Regions from separate parts of the Mus musculus genome. Here regions 2 and 3 are each linked to region 1. Evidence: chromatin contacts called from public promoter capture Hi-C data. All regions are on one chromosome and are shown on one strand. The core of a region is the stretch at or near the end of the contact, and the rest is flanking DNA. Distances in the headings are between cores, read along the strand shown.

What was found. Promoter capture Hi-C pulls out the DNA fragments that hold promoters and counts their contacts.
Region 2: a promoter capture Hi-C map of the C10 cell line shows a contact between it and region 1, with 3 times the contacts expected there. The contact joins the enhancer-like site here to the promoter of Capn8 in region 1. A contact is called at or near these places in 12 of 39 promoter capture datasets (the 3T3-L1 cell line, 3T3-L1-derived adipocytes, the C10 cell line and 7 more), 5 of 484 Hi-C or Micro-C datasets (embryonic fibroblasts, embryonic stem cells, liver and 1 more), 1 of 115 datasets of contacts at active chromatin or transcription factors (embryonic stem cells) and 3 of 9 other capture datasets (embryonic stem cells, liver and macrophages).
Region 3: a contact with region 1 is called in a promoter capture Hi-C map of liver. The contact joins the enhancer-like site here to the promoter of Capn8 in region 1. A contact is called at or near these places in 15 of 39 promoter capture datasets (the 3T3-L1 cell line, 3T3-L1-derived adipocytes, HPC-7-derived erythroid cells and 8 more), 1 of 15 datasets of contacts at CTCF or cohesin (stem cell-derived epiblast-like cells), 2 of 484 Hi-C or Micro-C datasets (cerebellar granule neurons and nephron progenitors) and 3 of 9 other capture datasets (adipose tissue, liver and macrophages).

Annotation. Positions count from the first base shown.
Region 1 is chr1:182,563,613-182,566,805 of GRCm38.p6, reverse strand. It overlaps Capn8 (calpain 8), which reads right to left and starts at 1,799. Exons shown (of 21, transcript NM_130890.2): 1 at 1,509-1,799. The coding sequence starts at 1,745. It overlaps Gm46248 (a long non-coding RNA gene), which reads right to left. Exons shown (of 4, transcript XR_001779884.1): 3 at 2,753-2,882; 4 at 2,325-2,658.
Region 2 is chr1:182,387,379-182,390,655 of GRCm38.p6, reverse strand. No RefSeq gene overlaps it. Among named protein-coding and RNA genes, the nearest start is that of Trp53bp2, 20 kb to the left of the region's middle. Within about 2 kb of position 1,710, at least 9 of the 459 cell types and tissues checked have an H3K27ac peak or open chromatin away from gene starts, as enhancers often do.
Region 3 is chr1:182,815,272-182,818,665 of GRCm38.p6, reverse strand. All of the region lies in intron 2 of Susd4 (sushi domain containing 4), which reads right to left. Among named protein-coding and RNA genes, the nearest start is that of Susd4, 53 kb to the right of the region's middle. Within about 2 kb of position 1,480, at least 7 of the 459 cell types and tissues checked have an H3K27ac peak or open chromatin away from gene starts, as enhancers often do. A contact at or near this core is called in liver, where this site is marked.

The DNA.
Region 1 (3,193 bases), core at 550-3,049:
CATCACAGGAGCTTGGGATAGATGCTGAGCCCACACGGTGAGACAAGGAGCTAAGAGCACTGGAGATCAGCGCAACCAGCTGCTGTCTCTGGGGTAGAGTTGCCGCATTTCACCCATGTAAACAGAAAAACCCTAAGGGATTTCAACCTCCCAACAGAGCGTTCATCTTGAGAATCCAAGTGTGATCTGGCAACCTTCACGTAGACAAATGTGTCTTCCGTTCCTTGAGACAAGAGCCTAGGTAGACCTTCTACTTAGAAGCATAAGAACAAGCAGAAGCAGTCATACTCCCCCCGGGTGTAGATCCAAAAGAATCACAGTCAGCTACAATAGTGACACTTGTGCACCCATGTTTATTGTAGCTCTACTGACAATAGCCATGGTATGGAGTCAACCGGGTACCTATCCACAGATGAATAAATAAAAAAATATATAGTTATGTGGGGCTATATGTGTGTGTGCAGTATTGTTCACTATAAAGAAGAAAATCATGTCATTTATAGGAAAATGGACAGAAGCAAAAAAAAAAAATCACCATTTTACCTGAAGTGAACCCAATTCACAGAGATAAATATCACATATTTTCTCTTGTATGTGTGTAAAAATAAAGGGCTATCAGGATGCAGAAGAGCAAATGAAGCAAACACCTTAATGTCCAGGATTATTAGATGCAATATATATATATACACACACACACACACACACACACACACATATATATATATATATATATATATATATACACATATATGCTCCCAAAGTAAAGAAAGGGTTATCCTCAAAAGTGCAAAGTCAAACAAAAAAGCAAGCAGAACCATTGAGAAATGAGCAAAGGTTTTAAACAGTTGTCCCTCTAGAGGATGCACCCATGATATAGAAAGCACAGCATCCATTATCATCAGGGACATGTACATCAAGACCACAGTGTGACCACACCCACCAACTTTAGGATGGCCTCCACCTCTCTCTTCTCTCCAGCCTTGGTGGAACCTTCTATGACCTTCAGTAACCCATGTCCCTCAGCAGCGATGCTATCACAGTTTGCCCCTAGCTGACTGTGTCTAACCTTGGTTTGTTCCCCTGTGTGCTGGCCCGGGGGCACTGTGCAGTGCTAAGTACCCTGTGTTCTGTGTCTCTTACACGCAGGACAATTACACCCTGAGATTTATTTCTCATTCTCCTAACCACACTGAAATACAATGGTTCCAGCCGCACTATTTTTAGGGTGGAAAAACTGAAGCTCAGAGAGCTGTCGCTCAAGGCCACATCAGCAGAGCCAAGGCCACATCAGCAGAGCCACTCATGAGGTCTGACTTGTCCAGCTCTAAAGCTTGTGTGTGTTCTTCCTTAGAAATAATGTTAGGAAGTAAGGCGGATATCAGAACTATAGGATCTGAAAACAGAACCCTGCACTGTTACTTACTTCAACTCTTGACCTGATGTGACAACTCTGTACCCTGTGTGACACTCAATTGTGCCTTGCCATGGTCACTTCCCTATTGCCTTACCGTGGGTCGCTTCCATATGATGCCTTGAGTTTCTGCAGAGCCTGGTCCAAGATCCCTGTAGCCCAAAGCTGACGGACATGCCGGGAATTCCGGGTCTTTAAATAGGACCCCTGAGTTCAAGCATTGCTTTCTCAGGGTCTCGAAGTCCTGGCCCAGATACTTCACAGCATTCTGGTTAGAGCCAAGGCCCTGAGCAGCTGCACGTTGCTTGGATATTCCAGCTGCCAGGGCTGCCATGGCCTGCCTGTGCGTCCTGTAGGTGACAGGAAAGCAGGGCTTCTGTGTCCTCTCAGACATCTGCCCTATGGGGATGCTGCCCTTTAAGGCAGCTCCCAAGGAGGTGTGGCCTGTAAACTTTGCACCTGAGGGAGGCCCTGTTCCAAAGGGACATGAGTCATAAACAGAGTCAAATATGTATCCAAGGTGCAGGCAACTCTGCCCCACCTTCTCCTGCTGTTCACTATTTGGACACCACAATGGAGGCTATCAGGAGTCTCCAAGTTGGATAGGCTGGGGTGATTTCTCCTCCAGAGACTCTGTAAGGAGAGGCCCTGCTCATGCCTTGGTTTTAGTCCAGTGGAAATGACTTAGGTCTGTGGGTGCCCAGAACAGAAAGAGACTAACCCTCTGCTCTTTCATTTTTACCGAGCATGGTGCCTTGCCTGCATGTACACCTGTGCACTACATAAGTGATCTGTCCTTGGAGGCCAGAAGAGGGCACCAGAGTCCCCAGAACTGGAGTTCCAGACAACTGTTAGCTTCCATGTGGGTGTTAGGAGTCCAACGCAGATCTTTGCAAGAACAGCCAGTGCTCTCTCAAACCCTAAGCCATTGCTCCATCTCCAACTTCTGCTCTTTTCAGTCACTTGTGTTCGTTTGTTACAGAAGACACAGGCAGCCAGTACAGTGTGACAAGAATTCTCTGAACTACTTACCCACAACACAGTCTCCCTAGTAACCTGCATTAATCGCCACCATCTCAAAGAGTGTTCTGGGGGCTGGCTGTAAGATGCCTCAGTGGATACGAGGGCTTGCCGCACAAGCAGGACAATCTACATTCAGAGGTAGAGACCAGAGAATAAGGAGTCTGAGGTCACTGTGGGCTAAATGGTGAGTTCAAATCCAACCTGGGTTACGTGAGACCCTGTCTCTAAAATGAAATAAAACAGAATATAAAATAATCATGATTCAGCAGTTCTGAGCTAAGTCTCTAGGACCCATATCAGAGTCTTTAGACCATTCACCTGCAGATGATTCTAAAGCGGGTTCACACTGGTCTCTGAACCAGACAGCCTCTGAGGCTGCCGGTCTTCCCGCTGAGGGTCATCCACGTGTTCAGCCCTGAGCTTGGTGCTTCTGAGAGAGCATGTTTACCTGCCAGACATGAAACAGACAAAAGCAGGGTTTCCCGTGATTCACCAGAAATACAAGGTCAGCATGACCTTCCAGGACAGGAGGCAGTTATACGAAAGCTTTGGCTCCTCCGTGCCTCAGGAGCCCCCATTACTCCCTCAACGCCTCTATTTGCGTTAACACTCGCTCAGTGTTGGGCTCACTGAGGGTTCACAGCTAAGTTTCCACCCTGCACAAGGCTGACCTACCCTTCCTCTAAACCAGAACCCCAGCTCCACCCCATCCCCTGACGTTGCCTGGAACACTGAAGATCCTAGAAGCCTTGAAGCCCT
Region 2 (3,277 bases), core at 461-2,960, 180 kb after region 1:
AAAAGTGAGCAAACTGGTATTAGATAGCAATATATCTAAGTATCCAACATGTTGACCTTTAATGGTCAATTAATAACAATAATACCAAGGGTTTTTTTTTTATGCTTAAAGGCAACCTAAAATAAAATCTGTATCAGATCAAGCATGGGAATTAGACATGAAAAGAAATTGAAATAAAGTACTGGTTAACTTTAAACTTCACTGGGGCCAAAAATGATGTCATATATGTCAAAAATTATGATAGCCTCCAAAATATCACATGTAAAATCATAGTAAGAAAAAGAAGACATTAGCAATGTAATAGAGCAACAAGACAATAGGAGGGTGGTGCCTTGTAATGTCTGACGAAGTTGTCCACAGGTGTAAGCCTAGCATTTGACAGATGAAGATAGAACCAAGGTGTCAGGGTCATCCTTGGCTACACAGCAAGTTTGAGTCAAGCCTTGGCTACATGAGCTCTGTCTTAACAGAGAAAAGCAGGCAAGGTAGCTCCCCAGCCCCACCCATTCACAAAATGAGTTAGTAAGACAAGTCTAAATACTTCAGTTATCACACTACATAAATGGTAACGGACACCAGCTGAAAGACGGACGATTAGGATGAATTTTAAAATTCCAATTAAATGGAGGGTTTTGGTTTTGGGTTTTGGTTTTTAGTAAGATGTACATCTTATCACCTGTTAAAAATCTAGTTCCACAATAAAAGCACAGAATTTGAGAAAATAGCAATAAAATAAATAATATTTTATATTTTACTCACCAGAAGATAGAACAAAAAAAGGGTCATGGAAAAAATGCCTGCAAAAATTATATTCAAGCTGAGCATGGTGATGCTTTCTTACTGTGCCAAACATTTGAGAGGCTGAGGCAGGAGGATTATTTGAGCCCAGCAGTTTGAAAACAGCCTGGACACAATAGCAAAAGGCACAGTCCCCCCCCCACCCCCACCCCCCATATTGATTATATAAAATACATACTTTCTTATATACTCATGTATTTCACTTTACACTTCCTTTAATGGTTTTTACATTTTGTCTTTTATATGTCTTTTTTATTTAAGTGTAAGCAATACCAAAATACCTTTTAGCATAGTGGTAATCAGATTTTAATCAACCAACACCAAAAAAAAATGGAAAGTTAGCAAAATCAAGGGCCTTCGCTGTCTGTGAAGATGCAAAGGGGATCTTGGTGAGTCCTGTGCACGCATAATGAGTTCATCAGGAGGAGGTGCTAGAAAGGCTTGTCTTCATTCCCGGGAGTCAGGACAGTTCTTCAGGAAGGAGGATTCTAATCTTAAGCCCAACACCCACTCACCCTTGTACGCTTTATTTCCCTGTGACAATGGAATCTGTACACAGGAGTGACAGCATTCCCATGGTTCTGTTGCCTATGCGCTGGTGAGGCCAGTCTCATCACACCAGTCCTTTAGAAGTGAAAATCCCAGGCAGTGGTGGTGGTGCACACCTTTAATCCCAGCACCCGGGAAGCAGAGCCAGGCAGATCTCTGTGAGTTCCAGGACAGCCTGGGCTACACAGAGAAACCCTGACTCAGAAAAGAAAACAAAAACAAAACAAAACTAAAAAGAAGTACAGTTTTCTCCCACTGGTGGTAGAGCAAGTCTCAAACACTCAGTGTGAAGAGGACCGTGAAGTGCCACAAGTTCTGCATTGCTAAAATACCCTGGGAACGATCCCCAGCCAATAGCAAATAAGAATGCAGAGCCCTCCTTTCCACAGCCACTTGGAGCCCAGCCTGGCTGAGAGCCTGGAGGAGACTAGAATCTAACGCTTCCCAAGATTCTCCAGGTCACCAGTCAGGCCAACAGCTTGACTTCTCCCAGCTGAGCCTCCTTAGCCTCCAAGCTTCTTAGTTTGGGGCAGCAAAAGGCTATTCATGTGCTTTATCTTAACGGTTGAGTCTGAACAAATTAGCAAACAAATGTATTTATTCAGTTTGGAAACAGGAAAATAAAGCCAGAACAATGGCAGCTTCTCTTCTTCCAAGCTGGCATCCCGCATGCATGCCGCAGTCTTCTCAGCTCTCGGGAGGAAAAGGCAGGCACATCTCTGAGTTCGAGGCCAACTAGGTCTACAGAGTGAGTTCCAGGATAGCCAGGGCTACACAGAGACACCCTGCCTTGGAGAGGAAGAGGAAGAGAAAAACAGAGAGAGGGGAGACAGAGAGACAGAGAGAGAAGCATAGAGACGGAGATACAGAGATAGAGACAGACTGAAAAGGAGAGAGACAGAGACAGAGAGAGGCAGAGACAGAGAGAGACAAAGAGACAGAGAGACAGTGAGACAGAGACACACAGAGACATAAGAAAAAAAAAAGAGAAGATGATATTGAAGATTTTCCAGCAGAGGGACACTTACTTAAGAGCTGTTTCTTAGGAAGAGTCAGCTGCCATTGGTTTAGGATAGTTTGGAGGCAGACATACAGAGACAGGAAGATTTAGTGGAATGCTATCTCAGCTGCCCAGTCACCAGACGCTGGCAAGAAGGGTGCACTGCATCACATCAGACCACCTGTGACCTGAGGTGACAAACATTAGTCTTTCTGCTGATGGCCGAGGTTTTTGCTAGGACTCTGGTTGCTCATTGTGGTACAAGGCAGATGGAAACTAGAAAAGAGTACGGGGTTCTCCTCAACCAAGTGTTGAGTGAATGTCTGTCCTCTCTCTCTCAGAAGGACTTTCCTGGAAGGCATTCTCTATCCTTTCCTCATGATTCCCACGAGACCACCAAGTATTGTGCCTGCCACTACACATCTTTATGCTGGCGTCTCAGCTTTTTCTGTCTTACTTTCCCCTTTCCCTCACTTTGATTCCCTGTCATCCACTCTGCAGAATCAGCTTCTGCTTTGGGGAATCATTCCAGAATGAAGGATCCGGCCCAGACTGCTAGGGTCAATGGGTGACAGAAATACTGCTCAGACAACCTGTGCAGGAGATAGCACAGAAGGAAGCCTAAGAGGACACCAAGCTTTCAAACATCGCCTGCAACACTGAGACCAACGTTTATAATGCTAATCATAGAGGCATGTGGCATAGAGGCATATGGGTAATCCTCATTGTAACTTGACTAGGTTTAGAGTCACCATGAAAACATACTCTGAGGTGTGTCTGTGAGGATGTTTACAGAGAGATTTAACTGAGGAAGGACAAATACACCCTGAATGTGGGTAGCACCAATCTGTCAGATCTGAGACTCAATATAGAAGATAAAGGGATCTGAGCACTAGCATACATCTCTCCGATTTCTGATTATGGAAGTCA
Region 3 (3,394 bases), core at 231-2,730, 250 kb before region 1:
GTGCTTCAGTCTTGATGGAGGTACAGAGTGCCTGCGAGCAGTCATCTACCAGGATAAATTAAGATGAATGCAAAGGGGAGGGGGACTGCAAATAGATTCTTGTTTGCTCAGAAATAGATTCAACATTTTTTTTCTGTTATGGTTTCCTTGTAAAATAGTAAAAAAAAAAAAAATCCCAAATGTCTGACACAGAACCTGATTAAGTCCTGTTCTCTCTGGTGTCAAGATGCAGGCTCTGTTATCATTATAAGGCCCGTTATAAGAAAGATGTGCAGGAAGGTCGCAGATGAAAATAAGCCAGGCAAAAGGTTTCCATCTGTGTCATCCTCCTGCAGGCAGGCTATGGAATGCCACACCCTAGCATTTAGCAGAATGCTAATTTCATTCCCTAATTTCATCTCTGACATTAGTCCTGGCTCCTCCACCTGTACAGAATTATTAATTAGCCACCCAACAGGATGAACTGCAATCATGTCCTCTATTTGCACGGCTAATGGTTCAGTTCATGAATGGCTGCTCAAAATATTTTAACCCAGTCAGTCTGAGAGAACATATGATTGCCGTTAAAACGTAGAACCCCTGGACCCTGCCGCCCCCCGCTTCTACATCTTGAGCTGCCGTGCAAATGAGATCCCTGTAATTTCAAAGTTCGATAGGAAGAAAATGAAGCAGCTGCTATTTAATTTTTTATGGGACCCACAATTTGTCTCATTTGCTGGCAACTAGGATAGACTAGGAACTGAATGCAGCCCAAACCTCCATTCTGCAGGGCACATAAAAAGGGACTGCATTAAATCACTCAGCAGGGCTCTCTGCGGGATAAGGTTTGGCTGGCTGGTGCTGGAGAAGGAACACCTAGCTTCTAATCCCAGTTGCTAGGCTGGTCCCGTCCCCTCAGAGACACATCAACTTCGGCTAATTATAGAAGCTTCCTGAGACTTGTTATCTAATCTGCAACAGCCAGAGCCTTGGAATTACTACTCCACGGGGTTGGAAGCATGACAGGGACCCCTGGGTGCTTAGGGAATTCAGAACGGCCATTCAAATACAACTGAAAATGAATTGCATTGGTAAACTGAGGTCCAAGAGCAAAGAGTCTGTCTGGACTCAAAGATAAAGCCATGAGACTGGGCTTCGTTGTTCAGAGCTTCAAGGAAAACCACTCCATTTTCTCTGTCTCTATTCACAGTGTTACCCGGGAGCCACTGAAGGGACAGATAAGAAGAGGAAGGGAAAGAAAAATAAAAGACAATTATTTACAGGTCATCTTCCCCTTAGGGTCATGGTAATGTCATCTGGGGAGATAGATACCACAGCAACTTTCTAAAGTGAACCTGCTACCTTTTAAAGTAAGAAGGGGGGGGCAGGGGGCAAGGGGCAAAGGGCAAAGGTCAAAGGGCCAAGGGCTAACAATGCTGGTCTGCATTGTGCAAAGGCTGGTGGCCCGGAACCAGAGCTTTCCAGCTGGTATCTGAAGTCTGGGGTGCTGCCCTGCAGAATGTGCACCGAGTGTTGGTGACATAACTGTACCAAGAGCCCTGGGGACCGACCGGGAATACAAGGACAGATGGGACCAGGGATCCAGATCAGGATCCAGATCAGAACCAGATTTGGATGCTGGCTCTGTCTTCACTTAGCTCGGCCACATCAGGCTGAGGGTGACACCTGAACCTTCTCATGGTTTCCTAAACCCAGTCTCCTGATTGGCAAAATGGAGAACACGGGATGATGGGACCTGAATAAAGTAGTCTAAGTCCTAAATACTCGGGGTTAAGGATCTGACTCTGGCAGCGCTGGAAGCTGGGTGAATCTACCCCTTGCTTTAAGCGTTTGGAGGTGTCATCGTTGCTATGGTCCCCAGACCAGGAAGACAGGTGAATGGTAAATGATGTACACAGATCTCAAAGGCAGATGGTTCACAAATGTTCCCGAAATCTCCCTCTGAGCAGTGTACCTGGCAAGTTCTCTACCAGCTGAGATTTTTCTCTCCCAGAATGCAGGGTGGTTCTCTATTCATAGGAGAAAGGAGCTGAGGGGGTGGGGCCCTCGGACCCCACTTTTTTTTTTTTTTCAATTCCAGGTAAAAATTCTCTTGACACTTTTTTTTTTTTTTTTGGTGACTTCTAAAAATATCAATAAAAAGACTTGAGGGAACATGTCTGGTTCTGAGGAAGGCTGAGCCTTAGGCAGAGAGCCTGAGTTTTGAGAACTCACTATCAATTGAAAGTGACCTATCCCGGGGATTAGAAGTCCTGACTGCATAGGAAAGGGTGCTAGACCCACCCTTATGGTCTGTCCCGAGAGCCTGCTTGTGTAATGGCAGGCTTTTCCAAAGGTTTCAGGACAACCAGGGATGATTCTACAGCAAGAGGAAGTGAAGGGGACTTGAAGGGCTGAGGGGCTTTTTCCTACCCTGCAACCTGGGGAGAGAGGTGGTGGTAGGTCCTGGGTCTAATGCCTGGGTGAAAGGGCACGGGGTGGGGGTGGGGTGTCAGGAGGGGAGGCGAGGCGGGGGCGTGAGCTGAGCGTAGGCGGGTGAGGGTAGGGGGCCGGGGGCGTGAGCATAGTTGGGGGGGGGCAGGGGAATGAGCGTAGGCGGGGAGTGGGGGTGAGTGGGGGCGGGGGAGAGGAAGGGTGAATGTGAGTGGCTATGGCAGAGCCACAGCATAGAAGAGGACGAGAAACCCAAAATGTCTTGCGAGTATCTAAGCACCAAGAAACAGAACGGGAGGCGGGAAAGGAGAGGAGTAGACTCTGCATCTATCCAGTGGCCTGTACCTGCACAGGCTGAGTGCTTCAGGGAGAAAGGCGGGGAGGACATGGCTCCTTCGCCAGATTCTAGCTGTGATCCTCAACGTGGCTTAATGGGTTTCCACGAGCTCACTGCCAAGGTGGAATGCCTGCCAGAGGCAACTTTAAAAAGCAAGGGTTTAAAGCCATGGTTCACAGTCCACCATGGCATCGGGACCCCGCGGCCGCCAGTCAGTTGCACCCAAGTCAGGAAGCAGAGCTGAGAGGAAGGCTAGTGGTCTGCTCACATTCTCCTGCTTATCCTGCCCCACACCACAGGCCCCAGAACGACACCACCATGTTTAGAGGGGGCACTTCTACCTCAATGGAATACAGGCCAGAAAATCACCGGCAGACAGACATTCCCGGAGGCTCGTCTCCTCGGCGATTCTAGAGCCTGTCAAGTTGACAATATTAACCGATGGTGAGCGGGTAAGAGAGATACACTGGGGTACTGGGACGCCTCACAAGCAGACTTCCACCAGATCTAGGCCACTTCTATGAAGTCAACGCCATACTCTGGGGAGGATAAAGCCAAGGCTTGGCTGGGACCCCACACACTCGGTTTTCAAGTGTGCGGCACAAGGTTCCAAGGGCTCACTTA